Regions from separate parts of the Mus musculus genome. Here regions 2 and 3 are each linked to region 1. The links are chromatin contacts, called in public HiChIP or PLAC-seq and promoter capture Hi-C maps. All regions are on one chromosome and are shown on one strand. The core of a region is the stretch at or near the end of the contact, and the rest is flanking DNA. Distances in the headings are between cores, read along the strand shown.

Evidence for each region. Promoter capture Hi-C pulls out the DNA fragments that hold promoters and counts their contacts. HiChIP or PLAC-seq counts read pairs in DNA pulled down with a chosen protein or histone mark.
Region 2: a promoter capture Hi-C map of liver shows a contact between it and region 1, with 2.4 times the contacts expected there. The contact joins the promoter of Ppard here to the promoter of Rnf8 in region 1. A contact is called at or near these places in 1 of 39 promoter capture datasets (liver) and 1 of 484 Hi-C or Micro-C datasets (B cells).
Region 3: a contact with region 1 is called in a FOXA1 HiChIP or PLAC-seq map of pancreatic cancer cells. The contact joins the promoter of Wdr4 here to the promoter of Rnf8 in region 1. A contact is called at or near these places in 1 of 39 promoter capture datasets (liver), 1 of 484 Hi-C or Micro-C datasets (B cells) and 1 of 115 datasets of contacts at active chromatin or transcription factors (pancreatic cancer cells).

Annotation. Positions count from the first base shown.
Region 1 is chr17:29,612,547-29,616,666 of GRCm38.p6, forward strand. Rnf8 (ring finger protein 8) reads left to right here and starts at 2,243. Exons shown (of 8, transcript NM_021419.2): 1 at 2,243-2,532. The coding sequence starts at 2,422. It overlaps Gm28043 (predicted gene, 28043), which reads left to right and starts at 2,243. Exons shown (of 28, transcript NR_132314.1): 1 at 2,243-2,532.
Region 2 is chr17:28,230,775-28,234,590 of GRCm38.p6, forward strand. Ppard (peroxisome proliferator activator receptor delta) reads left to right here and starts at 1,980. Exons shown (of 8, transcript NM_011145.3): 1 at 1,980-2,090.
Region 3 is chr17:31,510,762-31,514,608 of GRCm38.p6, forward strand. It overlaps Wdr4 (WD repeat domain 4), which reads right to left and starts at 1,726. Exons shown (of 11, transcript NM_021322.2): 1 at 1,406-1,726. The coding sequence starts at 1,623.

The DNA.
Region 1 (4,120 bases), core at 993-3,492:
TGTCTCTTGGATAACTGAGGGTAGAATGTCACAGGTGAGGCCTTGGGGGTGTGGCTCAGTGCCTAAGTCCTGGCTAGAATGCACAAAGCTCCGGGTTCATCCTCAGCACCACAACCACTAATAATAATAATAATAAAAAAAATAATAAATAAAAGTGAAGATACAGCATAGGGTTAGGGGTGGCTACTGCAAAAGCTGAGACTACAGTGTCCTCCAATGGTAGCCAACAGTGATCAGTATTTACCAAGGAATTTAGCCTCCCAAGAGCTCCATAAGTGAGTGCTGTCATTAACATTGCTCTCTGTAGTAACAATTTTGTAGATTTGGTTTCTTTAAAAAACAAGACAAAACAAACAAACAAAAAACCAAGGGGCTGGAGAGATGGCCCAGCAGTTAAGAGCACTGACTGTTCTTCAGAAGGTCCTGAGTTCAAATCCCAGCAACCACATGGTGGCTCACAACCATCCTTAAATGAGATTTGATGCCCTCTTCTGGCGCATCTGAAGACAGCAACAGTGTTCTTACACATAATAATAAATAAATCAAAAAAACAAAACAAAACAAAAAACAGCCGAGTAGTGGTGGTGCATGCCTTTAAATCCCAGCACTTGGGAGGCAGAGGCAGACAGATTTCTGAGTTCGAGGCCAGCCTGGTCTACAAAGTGAGTTCCAGGACAGCCAGGGCTATACAGAGAAACTCTGTCTCGAAACAACAACAACAACAAAAAACAACATCAGGTACGAGAAATGGCACATCAAGATGAGCTGCTCATCCAGAGGACATGGCTTTGGTGCCCAGCACCCACATGATGGCTCACTATCTGTTACCTCAGCTCCAGGGGATCTGATATCCTCTTCTGGACATCACAGGCACTAGGCACACGCGTGGTACATACATACATGTTGGCAAGACACATACATAAAAATAAACCGAACCAAAACAATCCATAAAAATAATAAACTCCAGTTCCAGGGGATCCAACAACCTCTTCTGGTTTCTGCAGCCATTGGGCATGCACTTGGCTCAGAGACATACATGCAGGCAAAACATGTACACATATATCTTTTTTTTATTTTTTTTAAGATTTATTTATTATATGTAAGTACACTGTTGCTGTTTTCAGACACACCAGAAGAGGGCACCAGATCTCATGATCTCCTTTCGGGTGGTTGTGAGCCACCATGTGGTTGCTGGGATTTGAACTCAGGATCTTCAGAAGAGCAGTCCGTGCTCTTAACCGCTGAGCCATCTCTCCAGCCCATACACACATATCTTAAACACCCAAACTTCAGCGTGGAGAGAGAAGGGAGAGTTTCATCTCCCTAGCCCCTTCAAGCCCATTTCCATTCCTTCTGTACCCTGTATGAGCCCCAGGTAATGCGATCCATCTCTACAGATTTGCCTGGTATAATTTTTAAAGATTCAGAAACAAAATGAGGTCATGAAAAACAAATAGATGCTAAATAGGAATAGACTGAATCAACCTTAAAATGATCAGACTTTTCTAAATCACTCAAAAGTGGGTTATAATGGGGTGGAGGTATAATTTAGCTACAGAGTACATCCTTGGCTGTGTGTTCAATGTTCAGAATCTCCTACTCCCAACCCAAAGTAGGCTATAGTTCTCAATAAAATGGTTATGGCCGTCATCACCGTGTTATAAAGCAATTTTTGTTTGTTTTGTAGACACGGTCTCATATCCCAGGCTGGCCTCTAACTCACTGCATAGCGGTAGATGCCCTTGAACTCCTCATCCTCCACCACACTCTGCCAAAGGAAAAAGGGGTGGGATACAAATAAAGGTTCAGGTTCATTGCTGCTGGATCTGGGGTACTGGCTTTGGAGAGCGCAGAGAGGAAAGAAGGTATTGGGAAAGTCATTATTATACTCACGAACCCAAGGAAAGAGAGTGTTTCTGTTGTTTACTATAATTTTTAATCTATAACTTTTAAGTGTTTATTACTCTGCGCGCACACAGGCGCGCGCGCACACCCACACCCACCCGCTAGGGTGCGCATTTGGAAGTCAGAGGCCAATTTGAAAAGTCAGTTTTCCCCAGCCACCATATAGGTGAAGCCTGAGCATCGTCTCCACGCTTGCCAGCAAGTAGCTTTACTCGTTGAGCCATCCTCCAAGTCCTAAAATCTATGCTTTAGTTTAGGATTTTGTCCGCAGCAGACGTTACGCTCGTCCTTCTTCAGGCTCACACCTGCGCACTTCCCGCCCGCCTCCCGCTGCGCACGCGCACTGCCCGCCTTCCCAGGCCTGGGGCGGGCCCGCGCTCTCAACGCGGTCGATCCCCGGGCGATTGCTTCTGTCTTGTGTGTAGATTAAGTTGCGCGAGAGGAACCTCGGAGGCGGCCGGAGCTCAGGCTAGAGGTTGGCTGGTTGCTGAACGCTGCCCCAGTGCCGGTCGGGCCATGGGCGAGCCCGACCCCTTGGTCTCGGGGCAGCTCGCGGCCCGCCGGAGCTGGTGCTTGCGGCGGCTGGGGATGGACTGCGAGTGGCTGCAGCTGGAGGCTGGGACTGAGGTGAGGGCGAGAGGCCTGGCGAGCTGCGGGAGCGGGGGAAGGCCGCGCACACCGGTCGGCGGGGAGGCGCCGAGGCAGCGGGCTCCGGCCACCTCAGGGCCCGGAGGGACCGGGCCGCGAGGCCAGGCGAGTCCGCGGCTTGAGGCCCGAGCTGGAGGGCGGCTGCGCGGGAGCGGGACCCGTGCCGGAGCCGCTGTAACGGACGCGGGCCTCCCAGCGAGGAGAAGGATGGGGTCGAGAACAGGCACTGTCCCAGTTAAGGGTCTATCAGAGACGGAGAAACTGAGGCAGAGGCGTCCCCACTGATTCCTAGGAGTGGCGAACCTGTCTAGGGAGTCTGAAGATGGACGCCTGGAAGGCTGCGGAGGGCGTGGACTCTCTGGAGTTGATTTTAAGTGTGATCAGGAGTTTAAGGGTAGCATGCCTAAACCCCTCGAACTGTAATACTGAAAATAAAAGTCTTCCATTCCATCTCCGAGGGGAACTGGAGCGTCGGGGTGGGCCACTCCTGAAGTGGGTCAGCCTTCTCTCCAGAAACTGCTCACAATGTAAAGCTGACTTAAAAGGCCGGTGCTGGGGATTGAACGCAGGGTCACAGAACTTGGAAGGCAAGGACTCTACCAAATGAGCTGTATCTGCAGCTCCACAAACGCAAAATTAGAAACAAAGACAAAGTGGGAGGAACAGTTCTAAGTGGGGGAGAGGTGCTGGGTGCTGTTGTGGGCTTTCAATCCTTGCAGTCTGCTCTGGAAGCAGAACTGGGTCAGGGATGCGCTTGCAATGTAGAATCCTTGAGGTTTTGGAAAGCCTGTACAGTACTGAATGTTGGTCATGTGTACTGGCTGGTCTTTTGTCAACTTGGCACACAAACCAGAGTCCTCTGAAAAGAGGGAAACTTAATTGAGCAAATGTCTCCATAAGATCCAGCTGTAAGGCATTTTCTTAATTAGTGATTGATAGGGGAGGGCCCAGCCCATTGTGAGTGGGGTTGTCCCTTGGCTGGTGCACCTGTGTTCTATAAGAAAGCAGGCTGAACAAACCAGTCAGCAGCACCCCTCCATGGCCTCTGCATCAGCTCCCGCCTCCAGGTTCCTGCCCTGTGTGAGTTTTTGTCCTGACTTCCATTGATGAGGGACTGCACTTCAGAAGTGTAAGCTGAAAAAAAAAAAAAAAACCCAAACCCTTTCTTCCCCAACTTGCTTTTTGGTCATGGTGTTTCCTTGCAAGAATAATAACCCTGAAACATCATATAAGATAAATTCAGTGAATTGGTAAGTTCGGTTTTTCTGATAAGCTGCATATTCTCAATTGAGAGGCGAATGTAGGGATTTATGGTTTGAACCAGGGGAAGAGAATTTACACAGTGAAGGAGCCTGAGAACGTCTGGGTGGGCCAAGGTGTGGCTTATTTAGTGATATTCTAGAGCAGGTCCTGCTTTAAATTAGGCATTAGAGGGCTGTTTATTTTTACCTATGAGGTCTTACTATTTTTCATCTTCATTAATCTGATCCCTGAGCATTTACTAGTCTCTCACAACCCTAGAGGGAAACTTAAGTGTTGACTTGTTCACTGAGACTCAGTTCTGTGG
Region 2 (3,816 bases), core at 730-3,229, 1.4 Mb before region 1:
TGACTATGGTCAAAATACAAAATGGGCAAGTGTGAAATTCTCAAAACCAACATTAAGAATCTAGCAGAGGAGTAGAGTTCTTGCTTAGCATGAAGCCCTTGTTCCATACTCAGAGCCACATAAACTGGGTCTAGAGGATTCCAGCATGTGGGAAGTGCAGGCAGGAAGGTCAGGAGTTCAAGACCAGCTCGAGACCCTCCACCAGAGCTCTGCCAGACACAAAATGGCAGAAATCTCTGACTTCCCCAGGCCATTTTTTACTACAGTCTTGGAGGACAAGGGAAGTGATATCTAAAAACTTAATACAAATTCATTTCAAAAGCAATAGAAGGGAGCTAGGGAGAGAGCAGGAAAGTTAAGCGCCTCTGCTGTTCACGCAGAGCAGCCAGCGTTCAGATCCCGACACACAGGGAAAAGCAGGGTGTGGTCCTGTGAATTCCTGTAATTGCAGAACCAGGATAGCCCAGGCTTGATGGCTGACAGCCTATCCCACCAAACCAGAACCGCTCGTGCATGCATCAGGAGACCAGGCCTCAAAGGAAAACCGTGGAAACCTATCCTTGGAAGACACACAGTACCCTTCTCTGTCCTCCAAGTGCACACGCGCACGTGCGCACGCGCACACACACACACACAGACACACACACTCGAAAACAAAGCAGAAAAAAAGTGGTGTGGGGTTCTCCAATCCAGCGAGCTAAGGATGCACTGTAAGGAGTGCCAGACCGGGCAGAGGTGACCTTTAATGGCGGTGTGGAGGAGGGAGGTGCCTGCTGACTTTCCTGCCAGCCAAGTTTTGTTCATTCTAGGATGATGAAACCAGCCAGTGACAGATTGCCTTCTGGCTACATACTCTCTGTGGTATATGATGAGTTGGGGTGACAGGCAAGCCCAGGTACAGAGTTCTTGTCTTGTCTGGTCCCTGACATCCAGCGACAGAAATCTCAAGTGGGAGAAAAGTTCTTTTAAAATTTGTTTTCTATTTGGCTTCACAAGGCCTATAAGCACAGGCTGGCCCAAAACTTTCTCCATTGCTAAAAATGACCTCAAACGGGTCCTCTACCTCCTGAGTGCTGGAGTTAGAGTGCCATCATGCCTTCCAGATCTTTCTTTTTTCTTGTGTGGGTGTATATGAAAGTGCACATGCGGTGTGTAGAGATTGGAAGATAACCTTCAGGAGGCAGTCCCAGGGACTGAACTCAAGTCTTCAGGCTTGGAGACAAAGCGATGACCCGTTGAGCCATTGAACTAGCCACCAGTTAAAAAATTGGGGGTGCTGAAGAGATGCTTCAGTGGTGAAGATCGCGCTTGCTACTCTTGAAGAGGCTCGCTTCCCAGCATCTACATGGAAGTTCTCCATTGTAACTCCACTTCCAGGGGATCCAACGCCTTCTTCCAGACTCTGCAGGCACTGAACGCACATGGTGCAGAGACAGACATGCAGACAAAACACTCTGACATATAAAAATAGATATTTTGTAAAACGTATGCGTCTGTATTTTCATTCCCAAGTCTCCCACCATATGCCTCTCCCAAGCGCCTCTGAAAATTACAGTTTGCCTCTATTCCTTCCCCCACCGCCCTTAGCTTTGCTTCTTGCTTCAAACCACACAAGTCTATGCCTAGTTTCTTCTCAGGAAGAGTGAGGAGGTTGTATTAGATGACCTCCACCTTCTTTCCGCGCTTTAAAGCTTTAAATATCGTTTCGTGAGGCTTGCTTTGACCAGCCCTAACTTCTCCCCAGCGCTTTCCTCAGCTGCTGCTCCCACGTCTGACTGCAGAGGGCGCTGCAGACGCGCCAGGGCAGCTGTGCAGTGGGCGGAGCGATGGCTGTCAAAGGAGTGGCTCCAGGCGGCGCGGCGATTGGCTACTGCTATGGCGGAAGGGGGCGGGGGCGAGTGCTTAGTTGTGGGGGAGGGAGCCAGCGGCGCGGTGACATCACGGGGCTGGGGGCGGCGCCGGGGCTGGGAGCGTGTGACGCCGCAGGCCGCGGCGGACCTGGGGATTAATGGGAAAAGTTTTGGCAGGAGCTGGGGGATTCTGCGGAGCCTGCGGGACGGCGGCAGCGGCGCGAGAGGCGGCCGGGACAGGTCCGTGCGGATCGGGAGAGGCCAGCGCGGCCCGGGCTGAGGTGGATGGTGGGGTCAGGGGCTCCGAGAGCCGCTTTCCGCGCCTCTGCGGCTCGTCTATGCTCGGCTTGCGCGCTGAGGAGCCACCGCTGGGGTCTCCACCGCAGGGACCCCTGTGGTTGCTCGGAGCCGGCCTCCCTCCCTCCTCCCACCCACCCTGATCCCTCTAAAGCCCCGTGGCTTCATCTCCTCTCAATTCCAAAGAACCCCATGTCACCTCCCTTCTGACCCCCTTTCTGAGCGCCTCCCTTGCTGTCCCGCTACCCAGGCCCTCCTTGGAGATCCTTCCTGCCTCCCTCGATAGCCTTCCATCCTTGCCCTGTCGGTCAGTGCTCTCCTCCTCTCTGACCCGTTTTCGGGTTGCCCTATCCCTCCCCATCTTCTTTAGGATGTTGTGAGCCAGTCCGGTTTATCCGAGCCCCTTCTATCCTGGCTACCGGCAGAGGCCCCACTTAGGCTCAGCTCTCATCTCCTGTCCTTTTCACCTCCTGTCACCCGACTGCCTCGCTTCTAGTTTTTTTTTTTTTTTTTTTTATGCCTCTGCTTGAGGAGAACCCAGAGGTGCACGATAGGCTTCCGTTTCACCTTCAGTTGAGCTGGGAGTGGGGTGTTGAGCGCCAGCTTGACCAGATTTGTTCGGGTCACAGGTTTCACTGGGTGTTGTATTGGGAGGGATGGCCAGTTGGTAGGCCCTCGTAATCTCAGCTTTATAATACTTCCCCTTTATGAGTCTGTTGACTTCCAGGAACCCTTGGGGGAGACGGCTCTGAGTTGGGTGTGTGCCAGGGGTAGCCAGAGGCTTCATATAACTCTTTTCACCCTTTCAGGAAACAGGACTCATTTGGGATATTATGGAATGTATTTAAACCATGATACGGTGCCTTCCACGCACTGCCCTTTTCCATACAGCTAAGAGCAGAAGCTATGCCCTTGGTTTTTTTTTTTTTTTTTTTTAAAGATTTATTTATTATATGTAAGTACACTGTAGCTGTCTTCAGACACACCAGAAGAGGGTGTCAGATCTCGTTACGGATGGTTGTGAGCCACCATGTGGTTGCTGGGATTTGAACTCCGGACCTTTGGAAGAGCAGTCGGGTACCTCTTACCCACTGAGCCATCTCACCAGCCCTGCCCTTGGTTTTAAACTTGGTTTTTCCTCCCTGTACTGGCTCTAGAATGTTTGCTTACAAGTTACATTTATTTATTTCTGTGGGGTGTGGATGTGGGGTGGGGTGTAGGTCAGAGCACAGCTTACTGGAGTTGGGAGGTGGCTCTCTCATTCGATATTGTGGTTCCTGGAAATAGACTCGGGTCATTAAGGTATGATGACAACCACCTTTACGTCCTGAGCCACTTCACCAGCCCCAGAATACATTCCCGTTTTAGTTTTTCAATGGATTGTGGGCCTGCTAGCCCTGGGGCTGTTGGGCATCTGTTCCCTTAATCTTGGGGTCTTGGTCCAGCGACTGAGTTTACCTCCTGTCTTTCACTGACGGAATGTGCCTCTTGTGTTGGTCACTGGGCATGGTTCCTCGGTGCCCTTTTTCCTTCCGTTTCCTGGGCATCTGTATTTACTGAGGCTGGGAGAGGCAGCTGACGTTTCTTCCCTTTGCCCAGGTGTGGTCTGGGGTATTGCCTTGGTATCTGCCTGGGCAGGTCGAGGGATTGCACCAGTGAGGCCTTGCAA
Region 3 (3,847 bases), core at 476-2,975, 1.9 Mb after region 1:
CTCCTAGTAGTATACATCAATCAGTGTGCCATGGTACTCTTAATCAATATAGTATTCTTCCAGCCGCCAACCTGTTGATTCTAAGGAAATTATATTCTGATACTGTTTTTTTTTTGTTATGGTGGTAGTTTCTCTGTATAGCACAGGCTGTCCTGGAACTTGCTCTGTAGACCAGACTAGCCTTGAACTTGGATATCCACCTGCCTCTGCCTGAGTGCCAGGATCAAAGGTGTCCAGTACCGCTGCCCCTACCACCTCCACCTCCATCCCCCATTACCCCACCAGTTCTGATTTTTTAATTAATTTATTATATATGTGTGCATGTGCGTGTGTGTGTTCTGCCTGCATGTATGCTTGCATACCAGAAGAGGGCACCAGATCTCATTATCCATGGTTATAAATCGCCATGTAGCTGCTGGGAATTGAACTCGGGACCTCTGGAAGAACAGCCAGTTCTTCAAGCCCTCTGGTATTATTTTTCAACTCGGCTTTCCTCCCAAATTTATAACTGCTGAGGCTGTCTTTACAGAATTCAGAAACAAGTCTCACCTGCCCCCGTGAGCTCCAGGCTCTTACTCATGTGGGAATCAAACACTTTCCAAATCAGAACTTAAGCTCCCTTCTTTTGCTCTGACCCTGTACCCTGACAACCTATAAAGTGGCAGGCACCAAAGACTTCTCCAGTTAAACACTCAACTGCAGAAAGAAGAGTCATTTTCCAAGTCTGAAACTTTGTTGGCCAATGGCATTCCCCAAAAGGCACAAATTGAGGAACGTTCCTAATCTTCACATGTACCAAAACTAAACGGGAAGGGGAAAAAAAGAAGCCGATACGGACTGCCACTGATCCTCTAGGCTCGTGGTAATCAACTACTTGCTCAAAGAATCCTTTGACCGAGCACAACGTATACATAAAGACAGAAATAACATAAAGCAAAACTTTATGTCGTGTGAAGGGTCTTTAGGGAGATGCTCACTTCAGGTTCTGCGTGCGTCCTGCCTTTGGGAGGAGTCGGGTTAAGAACCCAAAATCCCTTAAGAGCAACTAGAGCCCGGTTGCAAGACGCAGACCAAAGATAGAGCATGTTTTGTGCTCAGTGAGAAAACCTTTAGGGTTCCCTAATATATGACCCTCATCAGGGAGGTGCCAAGCGGGCCAAAATTGAACACCAGGACCCCCTAGAAGCCTGGGCAATGCGACACCCACGTGACTTAGCCCTCCCAGCGCAGCGCAGGCGCCTCAGAGTCCGGAAGTACCCCTACTCTGAACAGAGAGAGCGCCCGGGACCCGCCGGGCAGGTTACGGGGCGTTGCGCCGTGGTGAAGAGGCGCCGAGGACAGGGAATCCGGGAGGACACAGAACACTGCCGCGCCGGCCCCGCTGCCCTCAGCCCGGGCCTCTTACCTGCCCGTAGTGGAGAAGGCTAGGAACCGGCTGCCTCCTCGCACCACCAGCGTCTGGGCGCACAGTGCCAGCCCCGCAGAGCTCGCCATGGGCCCGCCCGCCGCCTCCGGACACGTGCGACGCGCTGCGCCCTTCCTGTTGGCGCTTGTCAGTGATGTCACTCGGCGCCGCGCGAACGGCGTGCCGTCCAGGAGCATGCGCGCAGGGCGTAGTCTCATTTGATTTCGGTGCCCGGAGGTGCTGATGCTGTAGATCCCTCCACCTGCCTTTGGTGATTGACTTTTCTGCCTGTCAGGTTAGGTGGCTTCTCTTGGACGGGGTCTGGTACTCATTGTGTGCCGGTTTAAAAAAAATAACAACAAAAAACTGCTGTGTGGCATCAGAATTGGATGGCCAGGCCCAATATGTAGCCATGAATGCGTACGAGTCACTGGAAATGTGCTCATTTAAGACAAACACCTCTTGGACCCCCAGCTGTCAAACGAGTCTAACGGTGTGCCTGCCCAGATCACCAAAAGACTCGTTCCATCCATCCCAGTGACTCACGACGTCCAGAATATTGTGGTCTCTTATAGGTTGGATGTGAACCTCCAAGGCAGCTCCTAAAAAGATGGTTTATTTGCCCCACCCACCCAACACACCCTAGTGAAAGTAAACTCTTTGATCTGATCAGTGTCCTGTTTCAAAGTCACACTTACTATGCTGTGTACAACTGCTATCTTAAGGTTGTGCAGTTCTCTGAGTGAGTCTAACTTATAAAGCAGCAATTGGCTCCATTTTTACCTGAAACTGAGTCAGAACGACTCTTCATTTTACTTGTACAAGCTGGGAGGTGGTAGCACTCGTCTTTAATCCCAGCACTTGGGAGGCAGAAGCAGGCAGATCTCTTGAGTTTGTGGCCAGCCTGGTCTAACAAGTTCCAGGATAGCCAGGGCTAGACAAAGAAACCCTGTCTATAAACAAACAAACAAACAGTAAAAAAAATCTCTCGTGCAAATGAAATCACCACCTACAGATGCAATTAAGTTAAATCATGGGTGAAACAAAATCGTATCAGAGAAGTCAGGTCTTGAGCTTATCCAACGCCATAGCAATGAGAAATGGAACCCCTTCGCAGGACTATAAAGCAATAACCTAATACTAAGGCACCACTGAGCTCCTCTGTCACCATGCCCTCTTATACAGTGCTGACACTGAGGACAGGCAGGCCCATGCCCAGGTATGCAATAGCTCACGCGAGACAAACGCTAATGTGATGATGGCATCAGGCTGTCACACGGCTGAAGCCCACTGGGCAGACTTCTTAGTACTCATAAGCAGGTTACACCTTAACTGGGCCTGAGATCTGCCCTCTTAGGTGCCTCTCCTTTTCCAGAACCCTCTAGATTACTTTGAAGAATGCGCCCTTTGAATGGATTTTCACCCCTTACTTCCTGTCCTTAGGAAATCCAGAACCCAGAAGCCTTTCTTCGTGTTAAACTACCCACAACTACCCCGGTTTGCCTTGCATCAGTTGGTGGTGCTTTAACTACCCCCTCCCCACAAAAAATAAAATAAAATAAAAGATGGGCTCTCATTTAAATATAACTGAGAAGTCCCTGGCAGCTGATAGCTCCTGGGAGAGGGAAAGTCAGCTTTCTTCAAGGATACAACTTCTGAGAAGCCACGTGACCCATGATCTTGCATATGCTGGCAGCCCTAAATGGATTCAGTGAGTTACACACACACACACACACACACACACACGCATACATAAACGTGCACATACATAAGTGCACCATCGGGAAGGAGTAGTGGTGGCAAGGACAGGGAAGTAATGAAGGGTGAACTTTATCAAAAATAAATATGTATGTGTGGCATTCTCAATAAAAAATATTAAAAATAAAAGAGCAAGGCTGGGTGGCTCCAAGTTTAAGGCCAGCCTGGTTTACATATCAAATTCCAGGCTAATCAAGGCTACATAGTGAGACCCTGTCTCAAGAAGAAAGGAGGAGGAAGAGGAAGAGGAGGGAGGGAGGAAGAAGGAAGAAAGAAGAAGGAAGAAGAGGAGGAAGAGAAGAAAGAAGAAGAAAGAAAGAGAGAAAGGCTCCAGAGAGATGGCTCAGCAGTCCAGAGTGTGTGCTGCTCTTCCAGAACGCCTGAACCCACATCAGGAAGCTCACAGTTTCCCAGATTCCTCTAATTCCTCTTACGGAGCATCTGATGCCCTCTTCTGGCCTCCATGACCATGAATTCACATGCACAAATTCACACACACACACACACACACACACACACACACACAATTTAAAAAATAAAAATAAACAAATTTTTAAAATATATAAAAACAAGCCCGGCTGTGGTGACACACACCTTTAATCCCAGCATCTGGAGGAAGAGGCAGGCAGATCTCAGTTCCAGGACAGCCATTGCTTCTTGTCTGAAAAACCTTATCTCTGAAGA